Regions from separate parts of the Mus musculus genome. Here regions 1, 3 and 4 are each linked to region 2. The links are chromatin contacts, called in public Hi-C maps. All regions are on one chromosome and are shown on one strand. Each heading gives the region's core, a stretch centred on a gene start, on an enhancer-like site or on the middle of the called end of the contact. The rest is flanking DNA. Distances are from core to core; before and after follow the strand shown.

The links. A called contact is a pair of places that touch in the nucleus more often than the background predicts.
Region 1: a Hi-C map of the N1E-115 cell line shows a contact between it and region 2, with 4 times the contacts expected there. The contact joins two enhancer-like sites. A contact is called at or near these places in 2 of 484 Hi-C or Micro-C datasets (the N1E-115 cell line and myocytes) and 1 of 115 datasets of contacts at active chromatin or transcription factors (astrocytes).
Region 3: a Hi-C map of the N1E-115 cell line shows a contact between it and region 2, with 3 times the contacts expected there. The contact joins two enhancer-like sites.
Region 4: a Hi-C map of the N1E-115 cell line shows a contact between it and region 2, with 7 times the contacts expected there. The contact joins two enhancer-like sites. A contact is called at or near these places in 2 of 484 Hi-C or Micro-C datasets (the N1E-115 cell line and embryonic stem cells).

The regions. Positions count from the first base shown.
Region 1 is chr2:10,008,097-10,010,956 of GRCm38.p6, reverse strand. All of the region lies in intron 2 of Taf3 (TATA-box binding protein associated factor 3), which reads left to right. Among named protein-coding and RNA genes, the nearest start is that of Taf3, 39 kb to the left of the region's middle. Within about 2 kb of position 1,521, at least 26 of the 459 cell types and tissues checked have an H3K27ac peak or open chromatin away from gene starts, as enhancers often do. A contact at or near this core is called in the N1E-115 cell line, where this site is marked.
Region 2 is chr2:9,327,271-9,330,051 of GRCm38.p6, reverse strand. No RefSeq gene overlaps it. Among named protein-coding and RNA genes, the nearest start is that of Gm13219, 24 kb to the left of the region's middle. Within about 2 kb of position 1,376, at least 6 of the 459 cell types and tissues checked have an H3K27ac peak or open chromatin away from gene starts, as enhancers often do. A contact at or near this core is called in the N1E-115 cell line, where this site is marked.
Region 3 is chr2:8,750,236-8,752,935 of GRCm38.p6, reverse strand. No RefSeq gene overlaps it. Among named protein-coding and RNA genes, the nearest start is that of Gm30957, 200 kb to the left of the region's middle. Within about 2 kb of position 1,300, at least 1 of the 459 cell types and tissues checked has an H3K27ac peak or open chromatin away from gene starts, as enhancers often do. A contact at or near this core is called in the N1E-115 cell line, where this site is marked.
Region 4 is chr2:8,684,168-8,687,057 of GRCm38.p6, reverse strand. No RefSeq gene overlaps it. Among named protein-coding and RNA genes, the nearest start is that of Gm30957, 260 kb to the left of the region's middle. Within about 2 kb of position 1,572, at least 1 of the 459 cell types and tissues checked has an H3K27ac peak or open chromatin away from gene starts, as enhancers often do. A contact at or near this core is called in the N1E-115 cell line, where this site is marked.

The DNA.
Region 1 (2,860 bases), core at 272-2,771, 680 kb before region 2:
TTTGAATTCAGTTGTTTTAAAACTACAAATTTCATCAGAAGGCTTTTCATATGTCAAGTTAAACATTGGTTTAGGTTTAACGTGACACAAGTTGGATTTCATCATTTACATTAAAAGCAGCACAATTTCCTGGCCTTTTTTTTTTTTTTTAAAAGAAAATCAGAGTAAAGAGCTAAATCCGAGTGGAATGGCCCAGCCTGCTTCCCAAGCCTGCACAGCAAGCAGGCGGCTGGGTGCAGAGGGAGCTCACAAGAACCCACTTTCACTTCTAGGCGCCTCTCTGCAGACAGAGCTACCTGTGCCACCTCTGGCCTTGTAACTAAAGTACTTCATGAAGTTAAAGAAAATTCTCAGAAAATGCTGCTTCCTTCATTCTACAAGGCTACTCATAGTGCTAAGATTTCTGTTCTTCCTGGCCTTTCCCCCCTATAAAAATGTCATACTTTATGTCTGCAGGGTTCTATAACTGCCAGTAGAGGGCACTGTTGTAACGCAAGAGAAATGTATTGCTTCCCTAACTCCTTGTCTGCCTTTGCAATTTGCAGTGTTTTTAAAAGCAATATTCTCTATGTAATTAAAATCCGTTCTCTGTATAATTAGCAGTTGAGCCGTATTCTTTGTGGCAGAGTTTGTTTGTGGATGGCATTTTTTTAAGTCTGTGTTCCATCTATAGCTAAGTGCCTAAACTGCCCTCTATTAAAATATAGGAAGTTGTGTTGCTTTTTCTCTACACTAAGCAATGCTGGAGATGGAAATGTATAAAAATTACTTTAGGTTTCATTTAGGCCCTACGAGCTAATTATCCAGTAGGGAACGTTTAAAATTCTTGGTTCCAGTGGAGTTAATATGCCATGGTCAAGAGGAGTGTTCGGGTGCCTGGCGTAGTAGCAGGACCGCTAATTCTGTGCTAGTGCTCTGCTGATGCAAGCTACTGATCACCTTAGCAAGTTTGCTAATAACTTTTCCTTTCGTGCTTCCTTAAAATCATATGCCATCGATACAGTTATCAAACCACTAAAGAGTGATGTGGAAAGGTGGCTGAAACTGCCTCTCTTGCTTAACTCTCATAAATGTCATTTGGAGTGACTAAATGTGTACTCATGGCCTGGCCTCTGCAGGCTCTGGAGGGCAGTGAGACTAGAGAGTCCCAGCCTGGAGTTCAAGCGCCCGGGCCGGCCGGCCACACTTCGTAAGCTTTATGGTTTGCCTCCCCAAGTAGTCTAAAATCAAAGAAATTGATTTCAAGGCCAAACTATAACGTCTTTTCTCAGTTTTGGAACTGAAACTTTATGACTAATATTTTGAAATTATTTCATTTTGTGCTTTAAAGTTGCAAGAGAAATTTAGTTGAGAATCAGAAATCTTAGCACTATGAGTAGCCTTGTAGAATGAAGGAATCAGCATTTTCCTGAGAATTTTCTTTAACTTCATGAAGTACTTTAGTTACAAGGCCAGAGGTGGCACAGGTAGCTCTGTCTGCAGAGAGGCGCCTAGAAGTGAAAGTGGGTTCATGTGAGCTCCCTCTGCACCCAGCCGCCTGCCTGCTGTGCAGGCTTGGGAAGTAGGCTGGGCCATTCCACTCGGATTTAGCTCTTTACAATCTGATTTTAAAAAACAAAACAAAACACTGTGTTAACATTTGAGAAGAGTGAGCCTGTGTAAGGGCACTATCATAACATAAAGGGAAACACTTGGAACTATCTTTCAGGCCTCAGTCACTGGAGGTGTCATTTCAGGATATTTGAGTTTAACTAAAGTGAAAGCTGAAAATTTCAGGCTATGGTAAGGAAGGATTCTGCTGTTTTTCACAGAGTTTTTCTGATGTTATAGCTGTCCCCAAAGGAAGACATTCAGTTTCTTCCCTGTTGGTCCCCTGCTCCTTTGTACTTCATGGGACTTCTTAAGACAGAGGCTTTGCTGTTTGTTTAAAATATACTAGGTAGGTTAGAAAAAAAAATAACTGAATGTTGTTTATCTGAAGGCATAAAACCATTGCTTTCTTATTTCTTATAACCAAAGAGGAAATAAAGCAAAATTTCCTTTTGTTGGAGCATTTGTATTGAATGTGGGGACTTGCCTGTATTGTCTTGTAATGGTTATCGCTGCCTTTTCGCCCACAGAGGCTATCACAGGTTTTAGTCTGGGCTGTTTGTATTCAGCAAGGTCAAGATAAGTTTTATCTCTACAGATAAGTCAAGTGCATTAGGATCGATAGGCAATAGTAAAATTCGCTGAAAATATTATTGCCAAGTTCTTAATGATTTTTAAAGCTATAAGCTTGTCATGTGGAATATACCCATACTGGTTTTTATTTATTTGAATGGCACTAAAAGTGTCATTAATTATGCAGGCTTTTTAAAGAGACAGGAACCGATTAAAGTAGCGTTTGGGCAGCCGTGAGCCGTGAGCTCCAGTGTTAAACTGATGAAGTATGAGAAGCTGCTTGGTTTTCTTTTTAAAGAAAATGCCAAGAGAACAAATATTATAGAAGGCATTTATAAATTAAAAACATAACTTGAGTTTCCTTGTTAAAATAATCATTTTTGACTTTGTATAGATATCCATCTTACCCAGGGGCCACGCCACAGATTTTGGTTTCCTTAGCTGAGAAACTCTGGTGGGAAAGGAAACCTATCCTACCCGTACGAGGAGCTGTGAGGAACCCTTTGTAAGAACTGCTGCTTGAGTGTGTGACAGGCAGAGAAGACAGGAAGGACACAGACTCATTCACTGGTTTGTTTTTAACTCAGAGGAACACCCTTCTGATACCTTTCTCATAGAGTTTCGAGTCTGTTTGTTTCCATTTTCTGCAGGTAAGACCACCATCACCTTAGGGCAAATGTACCTAGAATTTATTTTC
Region 2 (2,781 bases), core at 127-2,626:
TTCTATAGGTATTTGTGTGCAGGCACATGTGCTCATATGTGTGTGCATATGAAAGCCAGAGATCAAGCACAGATGTTCCACAGGTAGCCCATCCACCTTAGCTTTTGTTTCCTTGTTTTGTGTTTTGTTTTTCCGATGTGAATTTTTTTCACTTACCTGGAACTTCTACAGTTGGTGAAACTGACACTCTAATGATTTCACCACCAGTTCCTCAGCAAGTCATGTGATTTCCACATTGCTATTTCATAATTTACGTGTGTATGTTTTTCTCACCATATCTAGAATTTTCTTGAAGTTAAGTGCATATATTTCCTATATTTGTGCATTAATTGTGGCATAGCATAACGGTAAAGGCAACGGAGCATAGACTTAGTGAGTTTGTGGCTCTACTACTTTTGAACCCTATGACCGCTTACAAGATATTGAATTTCATTACATTGTAGTTTTCCCACTGGGAACCTGTAGCTAATATTACTAGCTACAAAGAGTTGTTGGCAAGATTGACTAGCATAACTGTAAAGATTCACTTGTTTTAGGGTCACTGAAGTCATCCAACAAATATTATTCCTATTGGTAGCATGAGTACAGTTATTATCATTCTTGGTGACAGCACAGAAAGCAGTAATAAACAGACAATAAACACAATTTTAAAAGTGTGTGAGGTGCGATTGGTTTTGCTTTGATGCTTGAGACTAGGTCAGGATTTCAGTCTTCCTGCCTCAGTATCTCAAATGCTGGGATCACAAGCATATGCCCTACATCAGTCACTGTGTGTGTGTGTGTGTGTGTGTGTGTGTGTGTGTGTGTGTGTGTGTAGGCTACAGAACAGCTTCAGCTGTCACTGTCTGTGTTTTTTGGGGATCAAACTCAGGTCCTTGTATTTTTGTGACTGGCACTTTATACACTGAGCTATCAACCTGGCAACTCTACTGTTACATTTACAAGTATATTGTGGCATAAATATTCATGATAGTTATTAAATATTTTAAACTTTATAAATTATAATTATGTAAGGCACACTATAGACTTTTTCAAAATCCAGAGGATTATAGTCTTACATACTAGCCACAGCAAAAGTAGACAAAATAGAGACAAGAAAATACGAATTTTCACAATAGTATTATAGTTGCTGCTATAATAAGGTAGATTTCATAATCTAGGTATATTGCAAAAACAAACTTCCTAGGTCATAAATGAGTGGGGATACTGAGAGATTGGTAGGATCCTGAGTGATTGGTGGGACCCTGAATGATGGGTGGGATCCTGAGAGTTTGGGTCTATGTATACCAGCATGTTCCTCATCTAGGAGAGGCTTGTAGCAAAGGAGGTGAGAGAGCCAGGTGGCTTTCCTGCTTGTCTGTTACCCAGCCTGCTGACTCATCTATAGCCAGAGCATTTGTCTCTTTCGGGGTGATTATTAGTCAGTGATGACTAATATTCCCAGGCTAATTGGTGATTCCAAAATGTTTTCCAAAGAACTAAGATGCTCTGTTGTGCAAGTCCATGTCCTTAAAACCTTATCAGATAAAACAAATGATGTCATCACACTTCTTCCTGACTGGCACTACAGTGCTTTCCTGCTCAGATCCAGTTTGCTCAAACATCAGATGTGAAGCCACTTCTCTTTTATTGTCACCGAAGTCAATGCTTTGCAGCATGGCGAAAGGATCTAAGAGAAGCTTTTGAACTCTAGGTTCAATGTGGGTATGTCCTGCTTGTAGCCTACACCTCAGGCTGTGGTACTTCTGTGACGGACAGAAGGAAGGTGGCCATTTTAAGGTTCCAAATAATGGGTAATGAGGGTGGCCAATGACCTGTTACTTGTTCCTGAGAAGAGTTAAGTATTTGATGTGCCTATCTGAGGAGCACGGCCTCACAATGATGGACTGATGAGGAAAAAGAACCTCCGGAGCCTTGAGTCCTGAGTGTGTTTGGAGCCTGTGAATAGTGATGGGTTGTCTCTCACATGGTTAGTTGTTGAATTCACAGTTCCTTCCACTGCTCTTATGGGTGACTAGAAAACCAGAAACATAACATATGGTGTTTTAGAAAATATCCACAGTCTATCAGTCAGGAAAAAACTCAGTGAAAGCCACTCCCTAAGGAGTGTGTTATTCCAGTCAATAGGTGGTAAGTGATTGAATACATACAGTGTCACTTTTCAGAATCCACTAAGTGACAGATGATGTGTATCAGAGAGGACTTCAATTCAGTTAACGTGATCTCACCCAGCTTCAAAGCCAAGGATGTTCCATCCCTCCTGGGGATTACTGAGTGGCTTTTTGTGTCTCCAGGCCATGATACTATCTCTGCCAGGCCCAGGGCATGTTCTTCCTGGTCTAACTGCTCCTTACCACTCCAGCATCTGGAGTTGAATCTCACCATCTCCACCCAGCTTGACTTCACACTCTCTCCACCCTGTCTGACTTGAGGCCGATTACTGGCAAAAATTTAATGAGCCGTGCTCTGGAGCACCCTCAAGACTACTCTTGATATCCCCCCTCCATGGTAGCAAGATTCTCCCCATCTCCATTTCTCATTTTAACACCCACCTCTCTTCCCTTTGCCTGTCTTCTCAGATGCTATCACCTCTGCAGGATGCTCCCAAAATATTCCTTCTGCCCAGTAACAATTTAGATTGTGCCCTTAGATGCTCTTCTAAAGCTTTGTTTATTGTCAGTTCCTCCATGAGCCTTGGACCACTTTGATAATGGCACATGCTTGTGGAAGGCTTCACACTAACTGTGTATCACAAATCTGAATACACAGAAGAGCTCAACA
Region 3 (2,700 bases), core at 51-2,550, 580 kb after region 2:
GAATATATATTCATTTACTTTGGACTCAGTGGTCTAAGCCATTTTCAACAACCCAGGATCTGCCAACAACATGCAAAGTAGAGCAAAATAATATAAAAAGGTATGCATAAAGAATGTGTACATTAACTGTTTAACACACAATGACACCTTTATTTTAAAAGCATATAGCAGAATCAAATCAAATTTAGAAGTGAATGGAATATCTTCTTGCATATTCATTAGTTAAAACACTTAGAAAATTTTTTCTTTAAAAGGAAAACATCTTTTCTTTGCCTTCCCATTTTTCTCCTAGATTTGCGTGACTTACAGGCAAACACTTTCATCCAGAAAGAAATCCATCCAAATTAAGATAATGAATTGGCACATTGTTAAGTATCCATACGAATGTGGTACAGCCTCCACTTATCTCCTCCTTGGATGTGGTGTAGTTACCATGTGTGCTTTACGCCTTGAGGCTGAAAACTGGGTTTTCTGTATACAGCAATATATGTAGCCAACTTAATGTGCTGACCCTTTTACTGTTAATCGTGTAAAAAAATACAAGTATGTGGTTTACAGTTCTCCTCTTCACTTACTTTTGGCCTGGCCTTTGAATTTATAAAGTGTTCTTATTACAGATTGTGATCATGTGTCACAAATCAATTCTGTGACATTTTTGCCACTGGTAGAGAGATACAGGAGTGACAGCTTATCCGAAGCAAGGAAAGAAGGATTTAAAGAGTCAGAGAATAAAGCAGATCTCAGTTGTGTGCACCACGAACTACTTTCTTAAACTTAGTATTGACTATTGAGCAGAGATTTTTAAATAATTCTAACCTGAATTTCAAGTATTGAAATAAGCCATTTTAAACTTATGCCACTGAAAATTTCTTCAATGTCTGACATCTTGACAGTTTACACATAGGACTCAGTTTAGAACTCTATTATCATTTATTTTATTATTCTCTTTTCTTTTGGGCACCTCCATTGCCATCTAATGTCCTTCACTTCACTCTGAAACCCCTTCTTTCCACCCTCCCTCACTGACTAAACCATTAGCCACACAGTACATTTGAATACAGATTAGATTTTCCAATTTGTAACTACATGTTAAGAACATACTAATTGCAAGATTTTACGTAAAGAATATATAAAACAGGCTGGACAGATGGCTCAGTGGTTAAGAGCCACTGGACCACTGATTGTTCTTCCAGAAGTCCTGAATTCAATTCCCAGCAACCACATGATGGCTCACAACCATCTTTAATGAGATCTGATTCCCTCTTCTGGTGTGTCTGAGGACAGCTACAGTGTATTCATATACAGAAAAGAATATGTAGAACACTTCTCCTTAGAAATAATGCTTTGAAGATATAGGGACTTGGAGATCGAAAGGCCTCTTTCTGGAGTCTCACTTTGTATCTCCATTTGAGGTAGTAGTTGCCTAGAACTATCTATGACATATAATCACTTCAGTGACTGAAGTGATGTGCATGCAGAGAAGAATTTACAATACAAATTTACATTCAAGACAATTAGTTCGCTGGTGAAAAATTAGAAAAAAAACTCATTTTGTAAAAGTGTTATAATTATGATATCCCTTTCCATTGGTTACAGGTTCTAACAATGTGCTTTGCAGGTCTATGGAATATCACTCTGCCCATTATACAAAGATTGGGTAGCATTTGAGCATGATGTCCTTGGGTTAACACAATGTTTTGTATTGCTAAACTTGATCTCAGTAGAAAAGGTAAAAGAAACCATAAAGGACTACAAAGGGCATCTGCTCCAAAATGAAGAAAAAAAAAGAATATATATATATAACTTGAAACTTGGAAGTAAGCCTCATTGAGATTGAAAGAGTCTCTCAACATGAACTTTCAAACAGCCATTCTGAGGCTTACAAGAGCTCTCAAATCATCTGTTTCATAGCATTTAACATGTATAAGGGAATCAACAGTGAAAGGACTTTGTCAACAACAAAAACAGCAGGAGCTGTTCTTGAAACCAATATTATTTCTTAATTAACTGTTATTTTAGTTGCAGTAATAATTACTTTAAAATTTTCTAGAAAATATAAAATCATGATTTTTGTCTAAACTCTGCTGACCCTCACAGGTAACAACGACCAGGCATATTGGTACCAGGGCATAGCAAAGCTGCTTTCTTTAAATGTGAGCCTCTCCTGTAGCACCTCTGCCTCATCAGCTTAAAACAGATTCAAACTCAATTACTGCCATCATTTCTTGGCATTAAATTCTAGTTAAAGAGCATTTTTCAAACTGAACACTTATAGTTAACTGAATTTCCAGACTACAGTTCTCGAGTTTTGGACAGCTGAGGAGACAGATGTGCACCAATGCTCCAGTGCCATCCAGAACACAACGCAATTTCCTATCAAAAGCCAAACATCTTTCCTTCTATGTAATGGGAATAGTCTTTCCTAAAAGTGTAGAGTAAAGAAGATCAGAACATTTGGAGAGACTCTAAAGGCTTGCCTTTTATCTGATGTTGATAAAGAATGAAAATCCCCAGCACAATAATGACTGGATCTTTTAAAACACCCACAGCAATTCTATTCCCACGAATATTCAGTACTTCAAACATGAAAACTTGTCCCACAAAGGCAATTAATTTTTGTCTTTTTGATGTGTGTAGCATTTGTTCCAGCTACCCTTAGGGGACAGAATCCTTACCATTAGCACTAGATGTCAAATTGAA
Region 4 (2,890 bases), core at 323-2,822, 640 kb after region 2:
GCAGTTCTGGTCTTCCTGGTGCTGTGTGTGCTCTCACTGTGTGAACACTTGTCTACAGCACACATTGTTATAGAGCTGCTGCTTGATGTTCCTACTATTGGTGAACTGAGAACCTCAGAAAGCAGAAGCTAAAATCCTTCTTCCCTTCAATTGCTTCTATAGTTGCTATGTTGACCCTGACGGCATGAGAAATAATACAAGCCATGATTACGCTTTAGGAGCTAGGAAAGCTACCAGGTACCCTTTGCCCTTGGTAATCTTTCTGATAATATCCTGAGGTAAGAGGACTTCGAACACCAACAACACTCTTAAACAGTAATTTAAAGCACAAAATAATGCTAAAGTAAAGTTTCTGTAGTTGATCAGTAGGTATAGTTGGGCTTGATCCCAGAAAACCATATTTTAAATGACTGTTTTAATTTTTGCCACTAATGCAACCCAATAATTGAATATAATATACAAGATTTGCCCCTTTCTGAGAACCAAAACACAACTATATTTCCCATTGATAACAAATGGAAGAGATTTATTTATTGCATACAATTTTGTTTACTAGCAATCCTAGGGCAAATTCTGTGATGGGTAAAGGTGACACAAGCAAATAAAATATCATTCCTGACCCTGAGATATCAAAGGTAGGCAAGTCACATGTTAAATAACTCTGACACTCTCGTTTTAAAATCAGAATTGAATTTCTTATTCAAATAGGACTATATTTGACTTTCCTACTCTCAAAGAAAAAAAAATGAAATGACGAAAGCAAACTTCAGCTGGGATCCCAGCAGAGTCCCTTTTGTTCCATTTGGCCCACCCTCCCAGGTTTTATGGGGCCATCAACATTTGTTGACTCTCCAATCTTTATCATGTCTACCTTTGTCAATATCAATGACTGCTGCAGTTAGTTGGTACCTTTCTAGAAGTTTCCAAACTGTTTCAAACAGATATTAAAATTCTGTACAGGATCAAAGCATCAGTTCCATGCTTATTTACTTCTTGTCCTTTGAGGTAGTTTTGGTTTCTAACGAGAATTTGTTTTAACAATAACACCACTCTTCTGAGCCCACTTCAGGCTTGAAATAAATAATGTTTTAAAAGTTGGTGTAAGGCAGAAAAGAAATGAGGCTGGTTCCTCATTGACTCAGTCTAAACAGTTGCCCTTTTATTTCCTAGTGAGACACAATTATTACATCATTTAAGTCTCAATACACTGCCCACATTGCTAAATTGTGATAGCAGGCTACTGATAAAGTCTTTGATTAGTCCCAGACCACTTCTGTAGATGTCAGCTTCCATTCAGTGCTGGCATCTTGAGGCAATGCTTGTTGTCAGTGGCTTTGTATACTCCTTAAGTTAATTACTACTCATGTGCTCTTGAGATTGAGTTGAGCTGATGGGTGTCAGTAGCTTTCAGGCTAGGAAAGGGATGAGCCCATAAATGTTGAAGGTGCCTGATCTGATGCCATGCGAGTATTTATACTCAGTTTTCACATGACACTTGAAAGTTGTGATAATCATATGGCTTCAGCTTTAATCTGAGGAGGTGTCCAAATCCCCACTACCAAAGCTTTTGCCCATCACTAGTTAAGAATAAGTCATATTGTTAGGGATTTGTTACTATTAACCAGGCCCCCTCTTGCAATTACAATCTTTAAAAACTAAATAAAATAATTTCATAAAATATAAGCAATCTATAGATTGTCACATCAATCAGATACTTACCTCATTACTATTCAAATGTAGCAGCTTTATGGAATTTAAAGGTTTTTTTTTTATACTTCAAAAGAATTTAATCTTCATTATAAGATGTCACCTTCAACCTCCTAAAGCTCACCCAGTCACCTTGACCCTGTTCTAGTCACTGAACAGGAAGCCTGCTTGCTAGGCTCACTTTCTTCAAGCTTACCAATGCCAACACAATGCCATTAAGACTCGTATGGTAATTGGAGCCAAAAATGCCTGGGCTCAGCTCTCATCAACTCATTGCTGACTGAGCAATTAATTTTTCCTTGCTGAGTGTTTATCCATATCACCAGTAAAATGGGAACAAAACTGGTTGATGCCGAAGTGTAGGTGAGAGGAAAGTATGCCAATGCATGTGTGGTGAGTGTTTTAGAAGGGGAAAGCTTATAAATTGTAGAGACAATCTTAGGAGAACCAGACTTCCTCAGTTCTCATGAAGATGGCACAGTCACCCTAAGTTGTAATGGGGTAGAGCTGAAGGGAATACAGTTAAGATATAAAATGCAAATATGAGCCAAGCTAATAAGTATCTGAGATGCTCAATGGACAAAAAGATGGTATAGAAATGAGAGAGCATATTTGGACCATCAGAGAGGTAGTAGGGCATAGGCAAAGCAGGTTTGCTCAGAGTTGTCATGCATTACCTTCTTCTGTTTGTACACAAAATATGAGAAACTATATGAAGCCATAATACCAATGCCTTTAAGTTTAAAATTAGTTAGTAGCATCAATATATCTATATTTCTTTATTTGTTTTCTCTTTTAACATTTAATCATATTCTGTTTCAACACGGAAGAATTCTGATAAAGAAGGTGAAAAAACTCATGTTTCTAAATAAGCTAATAGACATTTATATACATAAACATGCACATAGCTCCATGGAAACACACGTATGTCAATAATGATATAATAAGCTTATAAATTTATAAAAAATATAGAACAGAATCAACAAACAATTCATTTATTCTTGCAACGCTATCAGGGTTCAAGACATTCTTGAAAATTTTATCTAAAATTGCCTTCATAATCAGGTTGGAAATGCTCAGGGAACTCATGGTTATTAACCAATGTTGGTTTGTAGAAGAAACATCTACAATTTAAACATATTACAATATCAGTCTCAATATCTAAGATATAGAATTAACTTAA